Linked DNA regions of Gossypium hirsutum: all the other regions are linked to region 1. The links are chromatin contacts, called in public Hi-C maps. All regions are on one chromosome and are shown on one strand. Each heading gives the region's core, a stretch centred on a gene start, on an enhancer-like site or on the middle of the called end of the contact. The rest is flanking DNA. Distances are from core to core; before and after follow the strand shown. Region 1 holds the start of LOC107898982 (E3 ubiquitin-protein ligase At3g02290). Region 2 holds the start of LOC121228098 (protein DMP7). Region 3 holds the start of LOC107948982 (nudix hydrolase 13, mitochondrial).

The links. Hi-C and Micro-C count contacts between places; a contact is called where the count stands out from the background.
Region 2: a Hi-C map of leaf shows a contact between it and region 1, with 2.9 times the contacts expected there. The contact joins the promoter of LOC121228098 here to the promoter of LOC107898982 in region 1. A contact is called at or near these places in 10 of 34 Hi-C or Micro-C datasets (callus, leaf and petal).
Region 3: a contact with region 1 is called in a Hi-C map of leaf, with 3 times the contacts expected there. The contact joins the promoter of LOC107948982 here to the promoter of LOC107898982 in region 1. A contact is called at or near these places in 13 of 34 Hi-C or Micro-C datasets (anther, callus, hypocotyl and 2 more).

What each region holds. Positions count from the first base shown.
Region 1 is chrA04:81,129,332-81,132,694 of Gossypium_hirsutum_v2.1, reverse strand. LOC107898982 (E3 ubiquitin-protein ligase At3g02290) reads left to right here and starts at 1,815. Exons shown (of 6, transcript XM_041111491.1): 1 at 1,815-2,201; 2 at 2,761-2,843; 3 at 3,059-3,184. The coding sequence starts at 3,065. It also overlaps the pseudogene LOC121228097.
Region 2 is chrA04:81,345,646-81,349,008 of Gossypium_hirsutum_v2.1, reverse strand. LOC121228098 (protein DMP7) reads right to left here and starts at 1,833. Exons shown (of 1, transcript XM_041111239.1): 1 at 1,165-1,833. The coding sequence starts at 1,833. The coding sequence ends at 1,165.
Region 3 is chrA04:81,264,060-81,267,422 of Gossypium_hirsutum_v2.1, reverse strand. It overlaps LOC107948982 (nudix hydrolase 13, mitochondrial), which reads left to right and starts at 1,601. Exons shown (of 7, transcript XM_016883668.2): 1 at 1,601-1,956; 2 at 2,194-2,253; 3 at 2,342-2,425; 4 at 2,941-3,037; 5 at 3,121-3,204; 6 at 3,318-3,363. The coding sequence starts at 2,349.

The DNA of each region.
Region 1 (3,363 bases), core at 566-3,065:
CTCGATGCATCAAACTTGAGGAAGCTTTGAAGATATTGAATTCAAGGGTGGTGGGAAGGTATTTTAGCCAACAACTTCCTGGTTATAAGATATTGAAATGGAAACTAAACAAGAGTATGTGATGCATGTAAGGAAAATAAATTCAGTTGGTGACTGAACCTAGAACTTTGTTCCGCTGTTGTGGATAGGACTCCTAGTCTCAATAACAGTTTGCTTCTAATCCTAATAAATTAAGCCCAATTCTTAATTTGATTGATATTGGCATTATTGTCAGTATAAAAGGACGTGTGTTCGAGTGCGTTAAAATTTCGAACCGAATCGAGGAGCAAAATAATAAAAAAAATAAGATACTTAAGTATGATAAATTTGAATCATTTGATTTTAAAACTTATTTAAAATTTTAAACTTTTTTTATATATTTTTTAAAATTTTTATATATTTTTTAAAAATATAAATTTTGAAATTTTTATAAATATTTTAAAGTTTTTGTTAAGAGAGTGACCAATTTACTTATTTTCAAAGTTGACAATATCTAAAAAGGTATTTACACCAATCTGTTATTCGAATTATTTTTATTTAAATTGTGAAATTTAACTCAATTCGAACTCGAAACCTGAATCGAGTTATTCAAGTTGACTCGAATAATTCAAATAATTCAATTCAATCAACTTGAAATTTAAAATTTTTTTCGATTTTTTTAAATCAAATTAAATTTTACTCACCCCTAATAGACAAAAAAAAATTAAAGATACTAGACAATACTCTACTACCTCTACAATATTTATAACAATAAATGGTGAGAATTGAATAAAATAACCAAAATAATAAAAAAGTACAAATCACACAAGATTAATTACACAGCTTAGTTCAACAATCTACCTCTATGGTGAGAATAAATCCATTATATAAACTCATTCCAAGGATAATTGCAGCCTCAAAATTACACACACCTTTTTACATCGTTAAAATCGACTCGTAAAAAATAAAAAATAACTGCTCTCCCATGGAAGTTGGAACTACCCTCCCAAATAGTCAAAGTTTTAATCCAATCAAACCCTCCAATATAATCTTCAACTTAAGTACTCTTCAAAATAATCCCTCAAATTTTACAGTTCAACTTCTAAAGTAAATACTATTTTTTATAATCTAATAAAATTTTTTAAGAGATAAATTAATTTTAATTGGCTACCAAATATTTGAGGTGAATTTCGAAACTTGATTAAGTAAAAAATTACTAACAACACGATACATTGTTAAAATAATTGATGAATCGAGATTCTAAGAATCTTATTTGTTTTCCTGGCAAGATCAAGTAAGTTATTGATCACTACATCCAACTCCGATGTGGAAGCGACAATTACACAAAATATGAATTAACATCAACTAGTTAGTGGTATTGTAGGTCATAATGCAAAATTATACAAATTTTGGAAGACATTCGACTGAAATTTTTATTTCTCAAAACTTTAAAATATTTTATTTTAAAGGTAAGTTTGGATGAGCAGTGCGTTTATCTGCAGTTAGAATAAAAATAGCGGTGACGATAAGATTAGATACTGTAACGATATTGTAGCATGAGACAAAAAGTAAACTAAACACACTGCATCGCACCGCACCGCACCACCATCCCAAATCCACCCTAAGTCTTTAACGCACAATTAATACATTGAAGACTTGTGCTGAATTAACCCATTTTATTATGTTAATTTATATTATAGTTAATACAACAATGAGTTAAAGCATAAATTTCAATCAACATGAAGCTGTCGGCAATTAACAAATTCAAGATGGAAAGCAAAACAATGAGTCAGTTGGACAGATTTAACATTATTATCTTAATGATAAGCTGGTCCACTCCATTCTCTACCCCTTTACCAAATCCGTTTCTTTCTAGTTACCTACTGCAATCAAAGCACCTCTTTTCCGTCCACGCGGTTTTTGCCTATTTTTTCCCCCTAAATTATCAGGAAAAAAGATTAAAAATTTAATCTTTGTCTTCCGCCCAGGCCGCTCCTTAGATTGTCTTACTCTTGGGATCTATTTTCGTCTGCTTCAATATAGAAGTAGGAACGTCCCCCCTTATCTATCTCTCCCTTTTTCTCTTTCTTTGTTTCTTTTACAGGAACCCTAACTTTCCTGATTCTTTTTTTTTCTAAGAAAACTTACGGTCGTGAAAATGGTGGTCTTATAGTCGATGATGGGTAACTATTGTTTCATTACTTTAATTTTTGTTTGGTGTTTTTTTTTTGTTAATGCGATGAGAAACAGATTGATGTTCTTTTCTTTTTTTTTTGTTAAAGTTTCTGTCTTTGCGCTGAAATAGCTTCTAAAATAAGATAGCTGATTGCCTGTTTCTCTTGTTTATAAGTATGGTTATCGACTCTGAACTTAACAAATTTCTTGAAAGTGCTTTTTTAGTGTAGGAGATTGTAATTTCGTTGTGGGATTTTATGTCTGTAATGAAGAACGGTCAGTGCTGATTATTTGAGTTGTTTTATTTATCACCATTCTGAAGGACAATGAATGTTCAATGTGTTTGTTTTAACTTGTGAATTTATTTGCAATATTGTAAGTTAACTCATTGTTGGAAAGGAACTTTATGGTTATGGTAAAACAAAATGGAGTGGTTTTAGGATTCTGTTTATCATGAAAAACCCAAATTGTATATCATTCATCAAGCTCCTAATGAAGAAGGTGACTTGTTGTTCTCTTGCTGTTTAGCATTATCCTAAATTTTTTTTCTTGTTGTCTATATATCAGATTACTTTTGTCCAAAGAGTTGAAATTGAGACAGTCATAAAACTGATGAACTGAGCTTCTTTTGTGACGAAAGGTTTAGTGAGGTTCTTATTTCTCCCTTGAGCAGGCTGAATCTGTTGTTCATTTCAAAAAGTTGTTTTCCTGACTCATGTTATAATATTTTTTTTCCCTTTTTTCCCCCTAATCCCATAGGAATTGTCTTGTATTTGGAAGGAAGGTGAACAATTCTTTTATGACCTTTTCTGCAAGCTCTGAAAGCTTTTTCAGAATTGTGTAATCGGAAATATATACATTCTAGGCAGAAATGGGTGCTTTTTGCTGCTGTTCATGTGGTGATGACTGTGAAGAATATGCTTATCCTAGCAATTCAATATATAGGCACTGCATCTGCCTAAGGTTCTTCTTCTATCAGCTATTCACTGGGGTATGTCTCTTCTTATCTTGTGGTTATCTGCACAAAAGCAACCTATTTTCATTTTTATGCTGCTAATACATGCAATTAAATTTGTTAATACTGAAGGTATGTTATAAAGCAGATTGATGTCATTTTGTTAATTTCTCTGAACCTCAATTTGCATGAAATTGATCTTTTTTTAAGAATGA
Region 2 (3,363 bases), core at 584-3,083, 220 kb before region 1:
TAAAATTTAATAATATTCTAATTCAAATGCATACGAAATATTCAAATTTTATTCACAATTTAATCATATATTAATGAGATAAATTGATTTATATTAAAATAATTAAATTAATATTATTCAAAGATAAATAGAATAATTGCTTATTTGTTAATAATAAATTATTTTTCTTAATAATAAATATCACCGAAAAATATTCAAATTAGTTAAAAGAATTATATTTTATTTAAAAGAACAATTTCAAAATTTATGATTACATTCTTAGTAAAGTGCATAATTTTTTTAAGATTTTAATTAGTACTTTTCTTATATAAAAAACATTGTAATGTTACATTTATAGTAATCAAGAAATCTTATCCGACCTAACTGTTGAGGTTGGAAGGGAGAATGGAAATTATGGGGCGGCAATAAAGGCAATTATTATTGATGGAAAGTGTCCCATTCTTGCTTGATTCCTCCTACCAGAATACTGACTCTAGAAATGAGAATCCTGATGTGAGCAGCAAAGGCAATAAAGGACATTGGAGATAGACATGACTCAACTACTATGTGCTTAAATGGCTTTATTTGGGCTAAATCATGGACATTTAATTGAGGCTTACGATGAGTGAAGGGCTAGAACATTGGATTGGCCTTTGCCATGTAATTGGGCCGAATTTAGGGTCTTAAAATTTTGTTCTATTCATGTCCATTATGTAACATCAATTTAAAATAATATGTGCCAATCATGATTCATTAATTGATAGTTAGGTAGTTTAATTGAGTCAGGATTGCTGATTTTTTAACATTTCATCTTATAAAAATTTTTATTTATCAAGATAATAAGGTTGATTTTGTTTTCTTACATCCTTCACAATTTTCTTTAAATTTAAGTAGCATTTGATAATAATAATAAAAATAATAAGTTAAAGATTTTAAAATTCAATTTAATTTTAACTGGATTTTGACTCGAATATAAATGCACGACATATAAGCTATTGAATCTTATTCGGATTGGGATTCACAAATTTAATTTTTAAATAGTCGATTTGACAATGAATTTACTAGGCTCAACATAGACTTGGACGGTATGTTGATTATACGTTTGGAAACATTAAAAGATTACTTTCATTTTTGTGAAAATAAAAGATTTCTCATGTGCATTCTAGATTAAATTGGGAAGATGGACTAATTTTTGGAGAGAGGGCAGCCAATTCCATGGCGTTTGCTAGGGAATGAAACAAACAAAAGGCAGCCTATGGCTCCAATACTTGCAGGCAATAACATCAGCAGCAGCTCATTGCTGTCCCCTGATGGCTTCAGACCAAAGCAGTTGACAACATTTTGATCGAACAGAACAAGCGCCATAAAAATCATTATGGATACCAAAGCATGGAAAAAATCAATCAACTTGACCTTATACTTGTTTTCCTCCTTTATTGGCAGTTCAACAGGGCCATCCATTACCCATAACCCTCTAAACGTAGCCACCCCGTACCGGACCTTGCCTCTTTCATCTCGAACACTATCCGTGAAAGAAAGGAAGAAACACAAGCTGGCACAAAACGCCACAAGGCCTAGCATCAAGTTTTGGCAAACCTGGGTTTTGCATTGGCCTTGGTTCGTTAAAACTGGGGACAGTATTTGGAAAGTAAGGGCTGAGCCTGTAGGCAGAAGCTTGGACAAAACGGCGGTGCCTTTGAAGGTTTTTCTCACGATTTTTTGTTTCTTGGTCTTTGGTTGCTTTACTATTGCAGTTAATAAAGGAAATTCCGAAGTGGTTCGTGACTCTTCTTGGGCCGTCTTTTCCACATTCTTCAGGAGGGGTTGCCTGTGTTCTACAGCTTTCGTGTCCATCACACAGATTTTCTTGTTCTTTTCTTAAAGCTTTCTTTGAAAAGAAAAGTTGTATGAGATGAATGGGTTATTGGCAGGGAAAGAAATAAGCATTTGTAGGGAAATGAAAACCGACGTGAAACTAAGTGCATGGAAGCTCTTAACAAAAGATGAGTAAATTTGGTGTGGATTTATTGTTATAAGAGAGAGGAGGTTACGACTTACAAACCATAATTGATAATTAAAAGATGCTCAGTTTCACAAATTTGGCTCCCATCCTGTTTCATCCCCCTTTTTTTTGTTTTATTATTATTATTATTATTTTATTTTAATTGTATTGTACTGTGTTGTTGGCAAAAAAAACAAAAATTTATCACAAAAATTAAAATTAAAGTTCTCATCTCACATTTCCTATAGATTTAAAATCTCTGTATAACTTTTTTTTAAAATGTATGGTATGGGTTTTTATTTTATTTTATATTTTATTTTTAAAGTTTATGGTTGTTGCTCCTAATAGTACTGTTTGAACTTATATTTTCCTTTAAAAATATAATATATTTTACTATTAAACTCAAATTTTATATTTTCCTAATATCTTTTCGAAAAAAAATTCTTGTTCTATATTATGTTCTTCTTTTTATTTTTTATTTTATTTTTTAAAAAGAAAAAATAGATACAGACAAAGAAAAAAAATCAAGCAAATCACCTTTAAGGTTTTTTATTACTCTGATGTGTGTTCGTAAAAAAATACAAGTAGGAAATGTGGCCTTTTTTATAGCCAAAATACAAACTGTCCATTACAAATATTTTGTTTTTTTTCTTCGTTGTCTTCTTTGCTTTGCGTGTTTGTTGCGTTCTGCTTCTTCTTTACAAGTGACCGCGGAGTGGCTGATGGCGGCAGTGGCGAAGGCATGCGCAGAGGGGCATCAACGTGGCATGCGGCTAGGGTTTCAGTTTTTTACTGAAACTAAGTTTAGTTTTTGGGCCATTTGGGCCACTAGGGTTTTCTTGCATTTGGGTTGTAATTGCGTAGTATTTTTGGGCTTGATATGTAATTAGACTGGGACTTTATTTATTTTGGTTTAAATCTTGTTTCATTTCTATAATTGGGGCTCGGGCCAAAATTGGCCTATTACAGCTGCTTCTCTTTACTCATTGTCATATAACGAGAATGGAGCAAAGACTTTAAAAAGGGTCAATTTTGCCTGGTCTTGTCGAATCTTGACTTCTTTGGTGCTTCTCTTCTTTAAGTAGCTTCTCTTTTTTAAGTAGCATCATTCCATCCCACAGCATCTTCAGGGGTATAGGAATTAGTACTTCAATTTACTCCACTGTTACTTCAAGGAGATTAGACTCGCATCTACAATTTGCTCCACTGCAACTTCAGGGGGATAAGATTTGTAACTCGTAGCTTTAATCTATTCCACTGCAACTTCAGGGGAATAAGATTCGCATCTTCAATCTGCTCCACTACAACTTGAGGGAGATAAGATTTGAGGCTTCAATCTGCTCCACTGCAACTTCAAGGAGATAAGATTCTGCATGGTAAAT
Region 3 (3,363 bases), core at 352-2,851, 130 kb before region 1:
AAACTTTTTTTAGTTTAATTGGTGCATGTTCAAATCTCACCATATATATATTTTAATTAATTTTTGTTAAAATAAAGAGACTAAAGTATTCAGTTGAAGGTGGCACCAACTCAATAAGAGGCTTAATAAATAGTATAGATTATTTGAATTTATTTTTTCAATTTTTAATCAATCATTTTACTTATAATTGTATTTGCATATTTCTTAGAAAGCAAAAAAAAATTAATTTTAAAATTTTGGGAGTAAATCTAAACTATAGCCCAATTTTTATATTGGTACTTAAAATTTTTTATCAAATATAGTATCTAAATTATTAATTTTTACCTTACCATACTTAAAAAAAAATTGTAAAACATCTACTAAGAAGATTCCACAAGTCTTGATTTTGTTTTATTTTGGTACTTTTTAAAGAAAAAAGTTTTAAAGATAAATATGAAAATTAAGATATAGTTAAGGGGCTAATTTAGGAATAAAGCCTAAATGAATATATAAATAAAAATGGAAATTGACGGATCTTTAAAATTTGATGTTGAATTGAATAATGAGATGTCAGTCATGAAAATCACCGACCGGAGTGGACAATAGGAATGGCCCCAAGCTTGCACCTACATCGACGTTTGGGCCTATTTCCTAACAAGTTTCATAATTTCCCCAACTTGTTACTTTATTTATTTACTTCAAAATTGACCTCAAAGTAAACGCCTTTGGCGTGTATTACAAGATTGATATCATTGCAACTAACTACTCTTGGATTCTTATACAAATATCATTGTATCACAATCTACATACTTATACCATACATTATCAATAATTCATTATTTTATTCAACACCGAAATCAAGAGATTGTTTTAAGGCTGAAATAAATAAATAAAAATTTGGATATTAATTTATATTTTTTTACAAATTAAAAGGAATATATTAAAAATTTTTTATTTTGAGGGTCATCGCTATTACTTCTCCGCCCCTAATTTCTTTTTAGTATAAAAGAAGTCAACAAGTGGAGTTCAAATGATGTCATGTATTTTTAAGGTGTAGACCATAGAAGAGAAGGAGAAAATTTTTTTTAATTGATACAAGCAGTACAAACAAAGAAAGTTATATAACATTGATTTTAACAGTTCAATGAATTAAATGAAAACTTTTAAATAGTCCAATAATCAAATTGTAACTTTTTTAGTTAAGTAGTTAAAACGAAAAATATACCCGTAATTTAGTTACTAATGATGAATTTACCCTAAATTTAAATAAGTTCTGTTAACTGATATCATAATACCATAGGTAATCGACAATTTTTGAAGAGGGAAGGAACTTTGTATTCTTCCATTTGGCATTTTGTTTTGTGGTTGATATTCTCCTCAAAATTGACATACTAATGCACAATGGTTTCTTATTTTGGTGAAAAGCCAAAAACTAACTTTTTTTTTCCTTTGATTTTGGAAGAGATGGTCTCAATCTTCAATTCTAGCTATAATTTGGGATATAAATTTTTAAGGATTTCCCCAATTGCTATAGACTTGCATGTAAAATACACATTATCAAAAGCATAAACAATCTCCAATGAATAACAAAACTAAACTTAAATGGGGGTTTGCCTAAGTCAACCCCAAGTCTTGAAGGAAAACAAGTATGAGTGAGACGGGGCCTTCCATGACGATGACGTACTATAACTTAAAAATACATGGCCAAAATAAAAGCCCTTTCCCTAGCCTGCTTTGATGATGTTGATGATGATTCCATTATGCAACACGTTCCTCGCCTTATAAAAAAAAGAAGCTCTACGATATAATTTTTAGTATCTTTTTGTTTTTTTTTTCCCTTTTTCCTTTCGGCTTTTGAAGAAGATGAAGATCGTGGTTTATGGTTCAATAATGATGACAAGAAAAAGGTCGCAGTTTTAATTGAATAAACAGCAGTTCCTGGAAGTTCAATTTTACTACTAAACAAAAAGCCAGCAGGTAAGGGTAATCCTTTGATTTTTTGCTCTCTGGTAAAACATGACAGTTTCGTTGAAGGAGCAATCAAGCGTTTCTTTCTGTTTAAAAGTTTCTTGTGAAAATTTTAAAAATTAAAAGCATTGTAAAGATTCAGTATTATGCGTTGCCGTTATTGACTTGCAAGTTTCCTGTTCTTTCTTATTAAAAACTGAGAGCATGGCAACGTTTTCACTCATTCTTTGTTGCTTTCACCTAAAGGGTCATCGTATCCTTTTCTCTCACTGAATGCAGCTCTTGATCACACAAACAACAATCCAGGTTGGTACTCTTACTAAAATTCTTTCTGTAATTTAACTTAATGATCTTCTTTTTTAACCTTTTCTTTTTCCTTTTTGGGATGGTGCAGATAATATATGATCATGTCTTACTTACCAGCAAGAAAAGGGAGACACAGACAACGGTACGAGGATAATCTGAGGCTTGTTGCCGGGTAATCCCCAAAATTTTTTCTACTGTTCTTTCCTGGTTTCTTCTTCATATGTCAGTTATGCCTAAAGCTCAAGATGTGATTTTAGTAAGTTTTTGTTAGTGTTGATAGTAACAACATTATTTCAGGTGAAAAGGATTTTTTATGTCTTCCTTAGAGGTGTTAGGAATTAGTGGCAAACATCATCCTTTTCCTTGGGCAAAATTACTGTAATTAACATGATAATGGTTTTGCTTGTGTCAAAATTTTGGTGATATACAATAAAACAGAGATGGAACTTTTTCCTCCTACTTCCTTTGTCCCTGTAGCTGTAGTTGTCTTTAATGTTTAAATTTTTTGCATGTCAATGTCACTCCTGTTAATTATTAAGTGGTGTGTGAATGTGATGTAAACTAACGCAAAGTATCAGGAATAAGATTTGAGTGTTTGGAATCTTAAGAAGTGGTGTAATATCAGCTATGACCTAACACACGCACTAGTGCAAATAACGCTTTATTCGTTGTGTGTCTTTTACTTAGGTGTATTCCATACAGAGTGGAGAAGGATGTTGAGGGCAGCAGGATCAGTGTTCTTATGATATCCACACCGAATCGTGATGATCTTGTTTTCCCTAAAGTATATATACTTTCCCCTTTTCACTGTTCCCGAATTAGATGCTATATATGGATTAAGTTTTTGATGTGAAGCTATATTTTCAGGGTGGATGGGAAGATGATGAGACTGTTAATGAAGCAGCATGTCGAGAGGCCTTAGAGGAAGCCGGAGTCAAAGGAATACCTGATGTAGGTTTCATTTATTATGAATTTGTATAGAAACTTTATGATGACGGGACTGACAATCTTTACATAAATGGATGTTTTTCAATATATAATGGAAGCATTTTGGTTGTATTCAGAAGGAACCATTGGGAGTGTGGGAGTTTAGAAGCAAGAGTAAACAGA